Regions from separate parts of the Gossypium hirsutum genome. Here region 2 is linked to region 1. A link is a contact called in public Hi-C data. All regions are on one chromosome and are shown on one strand. Each heading gives the region's core, a stretch centred on a gene start, on an enhancer-like site or on the middle of the called end of the contact. The rest is flanking DNA. Distances are from core to core; before and after follow the strand shown. Region 1 holds the start of LOC107953049 (protein JINGUBANG). Region 2 holds the start of LOC107887026 (probable transcription factor KAN4).

Evidence for each region. A called contact is a pair of places that touch in the nucleus more often than the background predicts.
Region 2: a Hi-C map of leaf shows a contact between it and region 1, with 1.8 times the contacts expected there. The contact joins the promoter of LOC107887026 here to the promoter of LOC107953049 in region 1. A contact is called at or near these places in 2 of 34 Hi-C or Micro-C datasets (both in leaf).

Annotation. Positions count from the first base shown.
Region 1 is chrA05:19,603,714-19,606,903 of Gossypium_hirsutum_v2.1, reverse strand. It overlaps LOC107953049 (protein JINGUBANG), which reads right to left and starts at 1,620. Exons shown (of 1, transcript XM_016888273.2): 1 at 1-1,620. The coding sequence starts at 1,329.
Region 2 is chrA05:19,857,120-19,860,309 of Gossypium_hirsutum_v2.1, reverse strand. LOC107887026 (probable transcription factor KAN4) reads left to right here and starts at 1,525. Exons shown (of 6, transcript XM_016811161.2): 1 at 1,525-2,590; 2 at 2,750-2,826; 3 at 3,092-3,128. The coding sequence starts at 2,122.

The sequences.
Region 1 (3,190 bases), core at 371-2,870:
TGCGAATGGGGCAGACACTGAATCGAATTCGAAACAGGCATGTTGCTGGTTCTTGTTGGTCGCTCTTATCTGGGCAAACTCCGCAACGCTCCATGCCTTGACCGAATTATCAAGGCTTCCACTGTACACGATCCACCGCTGCTCGCTCCTGGATTCTTGGTTCTTTTCCACAGCCAAGCACTTGACAGGCCCCACGTGCCCCGTCAGCACCGAGTGGCATGTGTGGATGTTGCCGTCCTTCCTCCAAACGCATATATTCTTATCAGCCGATCCGCTAAACATCAAATTCTCAGTAGCCTCAAGGCAAAGAACGGCCTGCTTGTGCCCTTTTAGGACCCCGCCGTGGGATAATTGCTTTTCAACTTCCCAGAAATTGACCAAGCCGTCACTGGAGCCACAGTACAGAACTGAACCCTGGGTGTTGATTGCTAATGCCGTAACTGCAGAATCTTGTTGTAAAAGAGTTTGGGACAACACATGCTTCGCTCCTTTCCGCTGTTGTTCCCTTTTCCACACTTTAACGGTACCATCAGCGGAGCCAGTGAAAACCATTCCACTCATGATCGAAACCACAGAGTTAACAGCGTCATCGTGTGCACGAATCGATTCAAGGCATTTGGAATCTGAAATTCTCCAGACTTTGAATGTCCTATCCCATGAAGCAGAGTAAAGAAGACCTTGTTCCACGTTCAGGCTCAAACACGTCACCGCATCTGCGTGTTTGATCCATAGAGCCCGCTTATGCTTCACTTCCACATAATTGCTGGGTTTAATGGAGCTTTTAAGGACGTCTTTGAGAGTGGGCAAAGTTCCAGCTCGTTTATAAATGCTAGGGTCCTTAGGAGAGATTTTCCAAACGCGAATCTTCCCATCTTGATGGCCGGTAAAAATCTTTTCGCCAGATATCACAATGGCCTTAACCAATCCACTGTTAGATTTGAAGCCCGTAAATTCTTTTAGATTCTTCCACACCCGAATGTTCTTACTATCGGAGCCGGTGTAAAGGAGATCCTTTGTGGCTGCCAAGGAATAAATATGACCCTCTTCACGTGTAAGCGAGCCGATGAGGCTGTTAGCTGGAACATCATTATCGGAAATGGCAGTTGAAGGTTTCATGAAAGAAGTGGTTTGGTTCCACGGTGACATGGTTATGGGCGAGCCTTCCAGACTCGTCCTATGGGCTTCGTAGGCAGGACCGGAAGTGGATGCGCGGCTATACCGCACGTACAAATCATCTTCACTCCCAGAACCAGGTATGGACATGTTAGGATAGGAATGCATAATGTTTCCAAACTTGGATCTCGGAAAGCTATCAGCCTCTGCGAACATTGTGCCCAAATTCTAGAAATACAAAAAAAAAAAGATAAAGAAAAAATGCGTAGAAGAGATTTGAGAGGATTATTAATTAATTAATTCAAATACGAAGAGAGGCAATGGAAATGATTGCATTTGCATCGCGGGCATACATATATTGCAATTACAAATGTGGGAGAGGAACTGTAGAGCGGATTTAGAGCTGTCAGATTTTTGATAACTGTTGGACCGAGCATATAGAAACAGGAACCATGCTCCAAGGAATCAGGGGTCGGTTTCCTAATAGCCTCTTGCTTCGTTGTTTTAGGATTTAACTTGCTATTTATTGCTGTTTTGGATAAATTTTTTTATTTATTTTTAACTTCAAAGATTAATGATAAGAAATTGTTTATAAAATTAGGATTTAACTTGTTAGCTATAAAACAGCTTTTGCCTGAAATGACATACGAAAACTAAAAGGGAGAAACTACGAATTGGATAATTATTGAAGTTTTTTAATTTTATAAGTGTGATTAAAAATCATTATTTAGTTTTTAGTCTCACCAGACCAGTTGCCAAGCAAGGAAACGAGTAGGATCTATTTTGTTGCAAACTACAATTCTTTTAGACATCTTCATTTTATTATTCTTTTTGGTAAAGTCTTTTTCAAAATAATACTTTTTTTTGTTAGAAAGTTTTACTAATATAAGAAAATACAATTAGAAGTATGAGTGTAAATACATATCCGATCAATTGTAATAGTATATAGAATTAATCAATATAATACACAACAAATGAAAAATCGGAAAATATCTACATAAGGTCTATGCACATGATGGGAAAAAGATCCGCACGTTGCAAATGCAAATAATGGGACTCACACCCAGGCCTTCAAAATCCGAAACCTTAGCCTAATTTAAAGTGATTAGTTATGTATTTTAGATAGGGGGAGATTGCAATTTAATTACCGAAACTAAAATGTCATCCTTGTATCGAGTTAGTCATTGTAACGTATCTAAATCCATTTAGATTATTCATCCAAATTTAAATTTATTGATCTGAAATTTAAAAGAATTTTGATAAAAATATTGGGCTCGATAAATGTATTTTAACAAAATAATTATACCCATATTTTTAAAGTCAAATCCGTTTTTAACATTATAATATTTATTTTATTTTATACTATTTTTATGTATTATGTGATGTATATCACATAAAAAAACTATATGTAAAATAATACATATTACTATAATATAAACATTAAAAAACATATATCAACAAGTATTAAGTGTAGTAGTAAGACATATGACATTTTAAAGAGAGAATATAAGTTTAAACTTTGGAGACGACATTATTAGGAGGGTTAAGCTCAAACTTCAATCATAGATCGTTAAACAGATGTAGAGAATACAAAAAAAAATTGTTAAATATTAAATTAAAAATAAGTTAATATTTTAAATATGTGAAGCTTGGAGTGTAAATAGTGATATTAACAAAACTAACTTTAATTATATCTCGGTTAAGCATGTCTTGAGGTCCAGTAACCAACCGGCTCATAATTTACTTAACTATGCATCTTTAGGAATTAACAGCTGCTCGATTTGGTGGCATATTCCACTATTTTGTATGGGTTCATGGCTATGCATTAATTCGTCTATTTTTGTTTATAGTAGATTAATTCATCTATGATTAGTGAATAATCAATAAGATACACCTTTTTATTATTCTAAGAGTGATCTTTTTTAAAATCAAGAGAGTGGTTTTTTAATAATATATATTTGTTGATTGAGTCTTAACTCGATTGATATAAGTATTGATGTCAATGCAGAAGGACGTGGGTTCAAGTGTGCTGAAGAATATTATCTTTATATTTATAGGTTGGAGAGAAGTTATTGGC
Region 2 (3,190 bases), core at 276-2,775, 250 kb before region 1:
AAAATCAATATATTTTTACTTTTTCCTCGCTTATTGTTGCACCTATTCTATAGTATCCCCCATTTTACCCTTTATAGCACCGTTCATGCTTTTATTCACTCCTACATTATGTCGAGTCAAAGAAAAATTTGCGCTAATATATTTTTTTAATAGAACAGTAACATTAAAAAGGATTTTTATCCTATCCATAATGAATGGAGTCAAAAAAATTTCGTAAAATTTTCTTTTAAATGATCTAAAATTCTTTTTATAAAAAATTATAATACTAATAACACTTTTACGATAGACATATATAGAGATTTTGATGGGTCATAAATTAATATTGAAGTAAAAGACAAAACAATATAAACAAAAATAAGTTTATTATTGGTCCGGGTAAAAAGGATATTAAGTTATTATTTTACTAATACATTAAAAAAACCCAAAGAAAATAAAGAATAGACTGGGCGCGTGAGTGCACAAGTTAAATGAAAAAAAAATAGGGAGGGGGCCAAGGGAAGTGTTGCATGTGGGTCTGCGACCCTCGTGTCGCCGGACGCCCCAACCAATCTGACACTGCTACCCCCCCTCTCTTTAATTACACCATGCTAGCCTAGCTTCCTCCATATTCCTTCTCTCCTTATTACTCCTCCCCTTCACTTCATTCCCCACGCATATATTTCCTTATTGGCAACTTCTTCCCACGTGTACAGCTCGATCCATGCCTATTTCGCTATTTCATGTTTGCCCAGCAGCACCACATCGCTCACAAAGTGATCCAACTTTCCCCTTTTTCTCGAAGTTCCAATTCCTTGTAAAGCCCTCATCAATTTCACTAATTACTGTCAGTTTAATCAAGAATTAAGAGCTGGGGTTGAACTTAAACCTCCCCGACCCTCCCACTAATTTGCACTCGCTGTTTCTTGGTTTTTCTATTTTAAAGCATAAAACCCACTGCGAATCAGGATATGTTTAAGCATGAAATGGAAGGGTAAGTATCTTGTGGTATATTTAGCATGGAACTAAAACTGTGCTTAATCATCAGCATCGCAAAACAGCTAAAGCACAACATCATGTGTTATTAGGCAGTAAGCTTTTAAAGAGAGGAACAAAAAACAAAGCGACATTTAATCGGGCTTATGCCTCGTCTGCATGTAAAAGAGGTAGTAATAAATTAAAGCAGATGAATATTTTGAGCTAAGGGGATAAGATATTTTTGGCCCTGCCTGCTTTGCCAGTCAATCCTGGTTCAACAAAATTAATACCCAGAATATTCTAATTTTAGGAAAAGTTAGGATATTACTAAATTAGTAGAAAGATAAAAATTATGTGCTATACACTCAAATTTCCATTCCAAATAATTAAAATATTAAAATTGAAAATGTGATAAATATATAAAATAATTTTCCTTTTAATAAATATATTTTATGAAATCTTATGCCCTAATTTTAATTAAATTTTAGGTTTTTACTCTAATATTATAAAAATTAAATTATAGTTCTAACTCTAATAAAGATATTGTGATGCTTCAATATGGAATATTATTAACCTTTTATTGTTTTCTCGAATTCCAACCATTCCCTCCATAGACCACCATAGCTGGCTTGCTGGCACTGTTTTTTTTTTTCCATTCCCCATTATAAAGGATAAAGGAAAAAAGGCCCCTTCCTTTTACTCTCTTTCTGTGTGCAAGGGAAGAAAGCTCTCTGATCCTTCTCTGCATCCTTTTCACTAACTTTTCCTTCAAACCATCATCCCCAAAACAACTCTGGTTACTTACTTTCTCTTCTCCTGCAATTCATTCTTTTTTTGTTTAATCTGACTGGTTATAGTCTCTGCAATTTTTTTTTCTTCTATCAAACCTAGAGGGATCCAACTGAAAAAGCCTATGTTTCACGTCCACGCAACTTAATCATGAGGCACTCATGATATAATCACAACGCTTTCCCTTTCCTTTTCGGCTCTTTTTCGTTTGTTTAGCTTCGAAGTTCTAAACCCACTTTTTCCTGTCGGTTTTCTTTTTCTTGTTTTGGCAGTGTGTTTTCTCTTCATTCATTCTCTCTATTTTAATCTCTTGTCTCTGTTAACGTACCCCCTGCAGGGGCTTTTGACTAAGATCTTCACACCTTTTCTTCTTCCTTTATGTTCTTAAGCTCAAATACTATAATGAGAACCGCACCTTTCCCCGATCTATCCTTGCAGATTAGCCCACCCTCCGTTTCAGATTGTAAGGCTAAGGAAATGGCCTACGATGTGTTGTCAGGAAAATCGATCTATAGTGATCGGAGCTCCACGACTGATTCTGGCAGTAGCGGAAGCGATTTGAGCCATGAAAATGGATATAGTAATCCAGGCCTTGGGGAACCCGCGTTGAGCTTAGGGTTTGAAATGGCTGATTTGGGTCCTCCCCATTTACAGCAACCCAGAAACCCTCATCATCTTCTTCAGCAGCATCACTATCAGCCTCAAATCTATGGTCGTGATTTCAAGAGAAGTGCGAGAACGATGAATGGAGGAGTGAAAAGAAGCATCAGAGCTCCCAGAATGAGATGGACTACAACACTCCATGCCCACTTTGTTCATGCAGTCCAGCTTCTTGGTGGCCATGAAAGTAATATACTTCACGACCTAAAATATCTTTCCATCTACAATATATTTACTTTATGTTTTTAGCTTTTCTCCTCTTGGTGCAAAAATACCGAAAATGGAAATCTTTATTGGAAAAAAAGAATAATAAGGTTTGAATTTTTTGTATTGGCAACTGTCACAGGAGCAACACCAAAATCTGTCTTAGAGTTGATGAATGTCAAGGATCTAACCCTAGCTCATGTGAAGAGTCACTTGCAGGTGGGGTTACTGTGAGCAATCTTCATTTCTTTGAAACTTATGTAGTAAATATGATAATTCTTATTATTTTAATGATTTCCCATAGTTATTTCTGGCATCTCTATCATGTTCTATTTTTGTATTTCTATATGATTCAACTGTAGTGGGTGTGGACTGGAGAGACAAGGGGTAAGGACAAAAGGGCATCTAGATGGTGTGGTAATCTTAGCAATGTGGACTTCTTTTTTCTCATTTTTTTCTCTATGGGTGTTCTGTGTTCATGCAGATGTATAGAACAGTGAAGAGCACTGACAAAGGATCAGGTAATTGGATTTTCCCTCCAAGGAGCATTTTTATATCTCTTCTATTATTAGCTTCTCTTTGT